Regions from separate parts of the Pan troglodytes genome. Here region 1 is linked to region 2. The links are chromatin contacts, called in public Hi-C maps. All regions are on one chromosome and are shown on one strand. The core of a region is the stretch at or near the end of the contact, and the rest is flanking DNA. Distances in the headings are between cores, read along the strand shown.

The links. A called contact is a pair of places that touch in the nucleus more often than the background predicts.
Region 1: a Hi-C map of induced pluripotent stem cells shows a contact between it and region 2, with 3 times the contacts expected there. The contact joins two enhancer-like sites. A contact is called at or near these places in 3 of 7 Hi-C or Micro-C datasets (induced pluripotent stem cells and stem cell-derived neural progenitor cells).

What each region holds. Positions count from the first base shown.
Region 1 is chr9:127,375,272-127,380,172 of NHGRI_mPanTro3-v2.0_pri, reverse strand. PKNOX2 (PBX/knotted 1 homeobox 2) reads right to left here. Exons shown (of 17, transcript XM_054661696.2): 17 at 2,523-4,745. The coding sequence ends at 4,519. Among named protein-coding and RNA genes, the nearest start is that of FEZ1, 62 kb to the left of the region's middle. Within about 2 kb of position 2,267, at least 5 of the 24 cell types and tissues checked have an H3K27ac peak or open chromatin away from gene starts, as enhancers often do. A contact at or near this core is called in induced pluripotent stem cells, where this site is marked.
Region 2 is chr9:127,028,157-127,033,069 of NHGRI_mPanTro3-v2.0_pri, reverse strand. It overlaps SLC37A2 (solute carrier family 37 member 2), which reads right to left. Exons shown (of 18, transcript XM_508843.8): 11 at 4,337-4,399; 12 at 3,895-3,980; 13 at 3,338-3,386; 14 at 3,072-3,145; 15 at 2,738-2,816; 16 at 2,537-2,634; 17 at 2,193-2,257; 18 at 1-100. The coding sequence ends at 85. Among named protein-coding and RNA genes, the nearest start is that of TMEM218, 17 kb to the left of the region's middle. Within about 2 kb of position 2,674, at least 1 of the 24 cell types and tissues checked has an H3K27ac peak or open chromatin away from gene starts, as enhancers often do. A contact at or near this core is called in induced pluripotent stem cells, where this site is marked.

The sequences.
Region 1 (4,901 bases), core at 1,018-3,517, 350 kb before region 2:
GGAGGGGTCTCACTATGTTTCCCAGACTGGTCTTAAAATCCTGGGCTCAGTGATCCTTCCACCTTGGACAACCAAAGGGTTGGGATTACAGGTGTGAGCCACCGTACCTGGCCCAGTCTCAGTTGTTTCTAGTAGAATGTAAACTCCCTGAAGTAAAGAACTCTGTCCTTGTTAGCCACAGGTGTATCCTTGTAAAACAGTGCCTGGGACAGAGTCGGGGCTCGATAAATGCATGCTGAGATAATGAATGACTCATCAGGAATGAATTGGAGCAGGCTGCAGTGTGGTGGTCATTGCCCTCCTGGGGCCCCATGCAAGGCAGGAGAGGGGATCCTCGGTCAAGTAAGTTGAGCTCTGGCCACCAACTCCCATGAGCAGGATCTCTGAGCTTGAAAGGTCTTTCCTGATGGGTCTGGGGGTGGGGGGCAGAAGTCAGTCTGAGAGTTGCCAGAGCCCTGATATCAGAGTTCTGTTTTGGGTAAAGGAAACCTTCCCCTACCCCTCGCCCTGTCATCCATCTCTTGAATTTCCACAGGGATTATGGCGTGTCTTTTCCTTGGGTTGGGCAGCATTTGGGTCATGCACAGAGAGAGGTTGTTGGCTCCTAAAAGTACAACTACCTACATCTCAAGTGATTTCAGAAACCCCTTTTCAGCCGGGAGTGGTAGCTCATGCCTGTAACCTCAGCACTTCGGGTTGCTGAGGCAGGCAGATCTCTTGAGCTCAGGAGTTGGAGACCAGCCTGGGCAACATGACAAAACCCCATCTCTGCAAACACAAAACAAAAGAAAAACATTAGCTGGGCCTTGTGGTGCATGCCTGTAGTCCCAGCTACTCAGGAGGCCAAGGCAGGATAATCACTTGAACCTGGGAGGCGGAGGTTGCAGTAAGCCGAAATTGTGCCATGGTACTCCGGCCTGAGTGATGGGAGTGAAACCCTGTCTCAAAAATAAATAAATAAATAATAATAATAATAATTTTAAAAGGCCGGGCGCAGTGGCTCGCACCTGTAATCCCAGCAATTTTGGAGGCCGAGGCAGGTGGATCACCTGAGGTCCGGAGTTCGAGACCAGCTTGACCAACATGGAGAAACCCCATCTCTACTAAAAATACAAAATTAGCAGGGTGTGTTGATTCATGCCTGTAATCCCAGCTACTTGGAAGGCTGAGGCAGGAGAATCGCTTGAACCCGGGAGGCAGAGGTTGCGGTGAGCCGAGATCGTGCCATTGCACTCCAGCCCTCCAGCCTGGGCAACAAGAGCAAAACTCCGTCTCAAAAAAAAAAAAAAAAGAAGAAAGAAACCCACTTTCAGTTGGCAGCGTGGTTGAAAAGATGGCTGGCAGAACTTGATAGAAAAACTTGGCAGGGAGAGTGTAGGACAGGCTACTCTGCAATTTCTTTAGAATAGTGTTCCCTAAAGTGTGTTTTGTGGAATATTGGTGTAACTTGAATAGATATTACTTGAAAAAAGGGAGGTGGAGCAAATCTGGGAACAATTGAAACAAAGTTCAACAGGTTTCTTTCCTGTAGGAGTTTTCAGAGCCTTTAGTATAATAATGTGCATGATGAAACTCTACTAACAAAATAGAATATGCAGTTAATCTTAGGCTAATTTAGGCATGGATTTTTTTTTTTTTTTTGGTAGCATATCTTTCGACAGTGTGTTCCTTAGAAACCACTGTCTTAGAGGACTGTTGTCTTCCCAGCTCTGGAGGTGAGGTTCCAATCATCTTGCAGTTCTTAAGATTTTCTTCCTCTACCCAGAGAGGCGGGGTTTCTGTAGAGTTTGCAGAACTCTCTCCAGGTGTGAGGAGCGGGAGGGAGGTTGGGCTCCCCGAGGGCAGTGATGCAGGGAACTCCACCAGAGCTGGTCAGAGCCCACTTCGCCTGTGTAACCAACCACTGGCTTCCCTATCTTCCACCTGGCCATGGGGTGATCTGCCAGTACGTGCAAACTCTCCAGCATTCCTGAATGTGAACAAGGCACTCCCTTCCTGCTTCTAAACAGATGCCCCAGACCTCTCAGCAAGTGTGGCTAAAGAAGGTACCCTCTCGTCTGGAGCTGACAAGAAGGCCTGCCTCTCACTTCTGTGTGGAGATCAGCTGCCCGAGTTTCTTCTTGCCTGGGGGATTATGGTGCTGACCCCTGGGATTCAAGGCTGAGAATGGAGACAGGAAAGCAAAAGCCTTTGAGGGAGGTGGAGTATGGTGGACAAGAGGGACCAGATTCATAGCTTCCACTGCGGTCGGGGAAGCTGTCAGGAGAGGGCAGTGCAGAGCTTCCTTGCCTTCTCTCCCTAGCTCTGCCTTACAACTGGCCGCACACAAGGTGAGTGTGCTGAAATTGGCTCTTCCTCCCCAGACAGGGCAGCTGAGCTCACGCAGGACGCACATCTACCTTGTCCCCTTCCCTGGGTAGTCAGGTGTATACTGAGGCCTCCAAATTTTGTCTGGCCTCGGGTCCCATGAAAAGAGCAAAGGATTGCCACAGCAACCACAGAAAGAGAATTGTGCACCAGGGTTACGGTAGGTAATAAGATTTACTGAAAACGTCTCGGCCACATTCAGTACTGGTTTGGTGGATACATCAGAAGGAGGTTGCATAACATTAGGCAGGTGGAGGGGCTGAGAGGAAGAGATGTGGGCACCTGTGTGCCAGCGTGTCCGTGCTGGGGGACGCCTGTCCAGGTGGTGAGTGGAACGGTGTGTGTGTGTGTCTGTGCGCGCGTGTTAACAAGAAAAATGAACCAGAAAAGGAAATGCATTTTATCCCACTGCACATTGCAAAAGTCTCACGCCAAAAAAGCTAGACTTTCCTCTATGTATGGCATCAAAAGGGAGTAAAAAATGATTGGATCACCCAGATTATAAATAAGGTTATTTGTTTCTCAAAAATCCTTATTAAAACATTAAATATCAGCTCTTTTGGGGGAGAAATACATTCATTTCAGGGAGACCTCAGAAGAGTGACCATCCTTTTGCTCTACCCCAACCAGGTGGGGGAGGGGAAGCCCCAGAGGGCCCCGAGGGTCCCCTCCAGTTGAGCCAGGTAGCCACTCACATCCTGCCACTGAAGGAGATGGCTAATGCACAATTTACAAATGAAACTGCACGTCCATTAAATTAAACCCAATGGAAAACACACGTGTGACCTGTCATTCACAGCCATGGGGTGAGAGGGAACTGGAGGAGAGGGTGCCAACCAAGGGGGTCTGGAAGGTGGGTGGGAGGGTATGTGTTAGGGTGGACAGTGGAGAGCCTCCTCTTCCTTCCAGGAGCCCCAGTTCCTCCAGGGCTGTGGATAGCAGGGTTAGAACAGCAGGGTGGGTGGGGTGTGTGGGATGGGCATCCCCGCAGGCTCTTGGGTGCCATTCTCTGGGCCCTCCCCCACATTTAGGATATTGATAGGAAGAGGGATGTAGCACCTTCTCCAACCCCTGGCTTCCCACTGGACTAGATGCTTTCCAATGTTTCTTCTGCCTTCCCTGAAGGACAGAATGAAGAAAGGAAGCTGGAGGCTGATGGAGCCAGGCTGGGAGCAAAGGGATGGCCGTGGCGACCTGCGGGGTGGAAAGATTCCCAGATAACCTGGTTTCACCTTCTCTGAAGGTCTATGGAGGGTGTGGAGCACTGAGGGTGGGAACATCTAGGGTAAAACACCATTGTCCTGTTGTTAAAGGAGCTAAGTTCTGTGATCACCTAGGGACAGCTGTGGCCTCAAAGTCACCTCGATATGATTCCTAGCCCAGGGTCTGCCATCTCCTTGGCTCCTGGAGTCAACCCAGAAGGGACTCCTCTTAACCTCCCACAGGTTGAGCCCACCAGCTTACAATTGGTTTCCAGGAGAGAGTGAAGGGCACTGTGGCTCCCATCCCTTTCTCCCATGTCCATGGTTGCTGTGTGCAGAGACAGGGCCTTGGAGGGATGAGCTGGAGCCCGGTGGATTCCATCCCATTCTGATCTGCAAGATGTGATGCCTCAGGCCCTCCCACTCCTCTGGCCACTGGTTATGCTTTGGGGCTCCCTCCTGCCCTTGAATGTCTGTCAAAGGAGCTGAGAACCTTCTGGGGATGAAACTCAGTCCCCCTTTGTCTCTCCCCTTCCTTCTAAGTCTGCCCCCGGACAAAGGCCTACTCTGCGAACAGCACCAATCTGCCTCAGTGCAGGGCTTGTAAACAACTCAGGTCCTTCCGTGGGTGGGGGCCATGGGTGCCATCTGTCCTCAGGGATTTGGTGAGTCCAGATCTCACTCCTGTCTTTTCATACAGGCTGCTCCACTGGCCCCGCCAAACAGAGTCCTCGGCAGTTCCAGGGAAGTGGGGCTGGGGTCCTCACTGAAGCTCGGTGGTTGGGAAGGAACAGGTGTCTCCTTTGCCTTTCTTCAAGCTACTGATTTGGGGAAGCTAGGGCCCAACTCCCTCGGTGCTTCCTGCCCGTGTCCCCTTCCCCCCCACCCTGAAGGCCTCCCGGCGACACTCCTCTCCTGCTCAGTGATCAGTGCCATCTGGGCTGCCCGACTACTCCAGAGAGTCACTGTGTTCCAAGCCCAGGTCGCTGACATTTGTCGTCTGCAGCTCGTCGACCTCCTCCTCCAGCTCCTCCTCCTCCTCCTCTTCCATCTCATCCTCATCCTCTTCTTCTGTCCCATCCAATGAGTCATCGTGTGCAGCCATCATAGCCTGCTGCATGGCCATGGTGGCACTGTCTGAGGACAGGGACTGCAGGTTGTCCAAGTTGATGGAACCTGCGAGAGAAAGCAAGGGTCAGAACGAGGCAGGGGCTGCTGGTCAGGGCCAGCACCTCTGTGTTGGACAGGGTTTAATGGACTGGCTCATAGAGCAGTGAACTCCTTGTTTTTAGAGCTGTCCAAGCCTGAGCTGGACAATGCCCTGGTATGAAG
Region 2 (4,913 bases), core at 1,425-3,924:
TGTGGAAGTTTCCATTGTCTTGCCCATGGGGAGCACGTTGGGGACCCAACTGGGACCCTCCATGCTGCTGTTCCAATTGGGGCCTCATATTTCTTTATACCTGCATGAAGAGGAGAGGGGGGACAGAAGAGAAAGTGAGATGACTTCATAAGCTCCTGCTGAGTAGGGAGAGGAAAGGCAGGGTCCCAGGGTCCCTTCATCATTGCTTTCATCTCAGTTCTCTGTAATGAGGCCTCCCTTTCACCTCTCAGGCAGGAAATAGCAAGCTAGATTAATATTTAAAACCTGGCCGGGCACGGTGGCTCACATCTGTAATCCCAGCACTTTGGGAGGCCGAGGCGGGTGAGTCACCTGAGGTCGGGAGTTCAAGACCAGCCTGACCAACATGGAGAAATCCTGTCTCTACTAAAAATACAAAATTAGCCGGGTGTGGTGGCGCATGCCTGTGGTCCCAGCTTCTCGGGAGGCTGAGGCAGGAGAATCACTTGAACCTGGGAGGCGGAGATTGCAGTGAGCTGAGATCACACCACTGCACTCCAGCCTGGGCAATAAGAGCAAAACTCCGCCTCAAAAAAAAAAAAAAGAAATTAAATAAAACCTTACAATGTTCATGCCACATTTGACAGCTTTACAAAGCAATATCACATATCCCATCTTATCTCAGCCTCGGGTCAATTCTGCCAGGTATTCAGGGATAAGCATCCCCATTCATACATAAAGATGTGGCGGTTCAGAGAATCTGGGTCTGATGGAGTGCTATGCCCAAGGTCTCATGGAGTGAGTGGAGAAAGCAGGACTGTCCAGGGGTTTTTGGATTCCAAGCACAGTGCTCTGTCTGCTCTGATAAATCACTGCACACCTCACACACAGGCCTCCCATGGAGCAGGACCAGCCTGGGACAGCGGTGGCAGTCCAGAGAAAAGCAAACAACCCCCAGGCCCAGTTTCAGTGTTAGGCTGTGCCCGAGCTCTGAGCCTCTGTCTCTCACCTTCAATGAGAGCTGCTGCGAGGCAAGCTCACATGTCTAAAGCCAGACACAATTCCAGGCACAGAGCAGTTGCTCACTAAATCTTCCTCCCTTTCTGCTGCTCTTCTCTTCCCACCCTCAGGCCTGGCTCCAAGGAGCACAGGCACAGGAACTTTGGGTCATGCAGTCCAGCCCCCTGCTCCCCTCTTCCAGGGTAGGGCAGGGCAGGACAGGTGCTCTGCGTGCTTCCTGTGTTGTGTGTCTTCCTGCTCTCACTTTCTCTCCCCTGGGTGGTGTCTTCCTTAAGTGGAAGTGTGTCCCCAGATGCGTGCTGGTTACCATGTCCCAGGGGGTTCCTCCTCACATTTGCCATCCAGCCCAGGTTCACAGCTCCGGCCAGCTCATTAGCGGCCTCCTTGTTAGCACGAGGCTCCTGCTCAGGACGGCCAGCGGGAGAGGGTCGCCCGACCATCAGACCACCAGCACTGTGTAGCCTCAGCCACTGACCTGCTGATGCCACCACCACATCCACCACCACCAGACAGTAGGCAGAGAGCACACCAGGCCAGCCACCCATGCTTGATTCACATTTGTTTCAGAGACTTTGATTGGTAGTTGCTTTTTTTCTGCATACCCCAGGCAGAGGGGCCAGATGACCTTGGTTTCTGAACTTCAGGAGGCACTTGCAGCTCAGTCGCAGCTCAGAGGGAAACTGGTTTCCCTATTTCTGCCTCCTCTGTCCCCGAGGGCATGTCCAAAGTTCTCACACTGTCCCTCAGGGAAGAGGCCACCAACCTCTGTGGCATCTCAGACCCCTTGGAAAACACTTCCCAAGCACCATGCTCTGCTGAGGTTGAAAGTCTTTACAACTGGCCCACAAGAAGAAAGAGAAAGTTGGAAAAAGTCATACTGCAGGACAGAGGATTTGCATGCAGCCCCCACTCAAATGGCACTCGAGTCACAGACTCGAAGTAAATACTCACAAAAGTCATGGGACTTGAGGAAAATACTATCACTGGTGGGTTAGGACCATACTAGAGCTATAGAGATACACGGGGACAACAGAGGACAGGTTAGCAGGGTGAGGGCCACCCAGGGACTGGCTCAGTGCTCCTCAGGTCTGGGCTGGTCGAGCCTCAGCCTGCATTTGGAGAAACTGAGCACCGGGCTGATTCCCACGAGAAATGAGGTTGGTAGAGGGGCAGCTTCAGCTCCCCGGACTCACCCGCTGCCTCTGCTCAGGGACACCTTCCAGGCCAAGATCTCTTTGTATACTAACCGGCAAAGGAGCTGTGGAGCACAAGGCACAGAGGGAAGGGAGGGCACTGTTAGCACTGAGCACTGAGTGCCCAGCACCAGGGTGACCCGTGGACCGGCAGTGGAGAAGGGGGAGAGACACACTGCCACTTGGCAAGGGGTCACTCGGGGTAGGGAGAGTGCTTCTGAGCAAAGGGCAGCCGCTCTCATTGCCCCAGAACCCCAAATGGCCAACGCTTTGGACCTCCAGGGTTCCAGTCTGGCAGGACAGAGCATCCCTCAATACCTATCTGTGTACCCCAAGACTCTTACCAAGCAGGCTAGGACGTCGGCAGAGATGAGCATGTAGAAGACATTGTTCCAGCCCGTGGGGGAGATGAGCCCAGCCAGCAGAGGCCCCAGAGCCGCACCTGAATGGAGCACAGCCTCGTGAGCAGGGGTCCTGCACCTCCCCTGCCCACCGGAGGGCACTATGCCTAGGGGCCGGCCCACAACAGAGCTAGAGTCACAGACCTATGGAGCCGGTGCCGTCAATGATGGCCGTGACCGTGGACAGGGCTTTGGCGTTGCCCTTCAGGCTCTTGTGAGTCCCCTGGAGAGAGACAGTGGAGTGGGGAAGCCCAGCTGAGCAGCAGCATGAGCAGAACCAGGACAGGAGAGGGGCTGACTCAGGGAAGGTGGTAACTGGGGTTTGGGCTTGAGAGGAGAGGGGCCCATGGTGCATTCTGAAGGACTTTGACGGTTTCTCCTCTGCGGGATGGGAGACAGGGAGAAATGGACCTGGAGATGGTGGCCCTGACCAAGCCCCCAGAGCGGTCCCTGGCCCTCGGGAGGTGGCCCCACTCACCAGGTCAGCAGAGACAGCAGTGGTGATGAGCGCGTATGGGCCATTGACCAGGCCCCCACAGATGATCAGCATCACTGGGACAGCATAGAGACAGCCAGTCAGAGAAGCAGCACCACCCGCAGCCCCAACCCCAAGGCAGGAGCACTCTCCAGCCTTCAGCCCTCCCAGCCCCTCCACCTGCCAGTGCCCCCCGTGGGCCAGCCTCATGGGGCCCCCAAGGCAGTGCCTTTCCCCTGGCCTGGCAGGACTTGCAACCTCCTCCTCACCTATGGAGCTGGCAATCCCGTCCTGGCCAATGTAGTTGTACAGGAACATCTGAGAGAGGAGAGGGGAGAGGCAGAGTCACCCGGAATCCCTTTGCCGGCCTGGAGCCCTGAGGTCTGGAACAACAATCTCCTGCCCTGAAACCCCAGAGGGCATCCTATTCCTTTTCCCCTGCCTATGCAGATTTCTCTGATCTTTAAATGTCCCAGGGATGGACTGTCTAAAACGTGGTACTCTATCATCTCCCTTTCTCCAAACAGTCTTCTCTCAGATTCAACCTCAATCTCTTCTTTCCTTGATCAAGAAGTTTAGGAGGCGGTCTCCTTCTCTACCAAGGCCAAAGAGTCATGAATCCCCCTCTAAAGTCTGCAGTCTGGCTCTTTTTCCAAGGTGCCTCTGCTGACCCTCGCTTCTCCTCCCCCGTGTGTGCACAATGATGCATGTGCACGCGTACACAGCGACATCAATGTGTGTAACGCGTGGACGTGCACACAGGCCAGAGGCCCACACTGGCTCCTGCTCACGTGCATTCGCGCTTCACCCTCGGGGTTATACGCACCATGGGGGCAGCCAAGATGAGCATCACACAGCAAGTGGTGGCCCTGCCATTGGTGTAGTCAGAGACGAGCCCTGCCACGATGCCGCCTGGAACACACAGCCACTCACACACTGACTCCCAGACAGGACCCTGCCATCCCCTCGCCTGGCACCCCAGCTGTGCCCCAGTGCTGGCCTGGGCCTGTCAGCAAGAACCAGCAGAGCTGCTTTTTCCACAGCCCTCCCCTTCCTGTAGTGCCCATCACTACTGGAGACCAAACAAAAGGGCATCTTTCTTAGGCCCACCCAGCCAGGCAGGAGCAGAGCTGAGAATAAACCCAGGAGCCATTTTTCCTCTGGTGCCACCTACCCAGGTCATAGCCCATTGGACCTGTCCCTTCTTCCTGCACCCCACAAGAAAAGAGGGGAAGGGAGCCTGCTGGCAGAGCAGGGCAAGGCCTCACCTATGATGCCACCAACATCGAAGAGTGTAGACAGGTCCCCAGCCTCCTTGGCACTAAAGTGAGCTGTGGAAAATACAGGTATGTGGTCAGACCTGGGGTTTGGGGCAAACATCCTGGAGTGTCACAGCTAGAAGCCCTGCAGAGCGTGATCCAGACCACTGCCCCCTTTTCCGAGGAAGAGCTGGGGACCTGTGGAGCAGGCTGGCCAGGGCCACAGGGTGAGAATGCAGCAGTTTGGATAGACGCCCTCTTGGTCCCGTCCCGTGTTGCCCTCTTCCCCTGCAGGATGACCTTCACCTCTCAGAACAAGCCCTCCCTGGCAAGCTCTGGGATCTGGCCCCCGAGCCTGCTGTCCCGTGGCCACCTTTCCCCTGGAGCGCAACCTGAAGCTCAGCCCAGCCCTTTCTCTGCTTCACTCCGGCCCTAGCAGCACTAGGAACTCTTCCCGTTTACCTTAGGCTGTGCTCATACACAGAGCCAGGAAGGAGACTTGCAGGGACACAGGGGCCTCAGGTCACAGGCCTTGGCTCCATGTTTTAAAAAAGGAATGTCCAGAAGCTGAGATTGTAGCCCCACC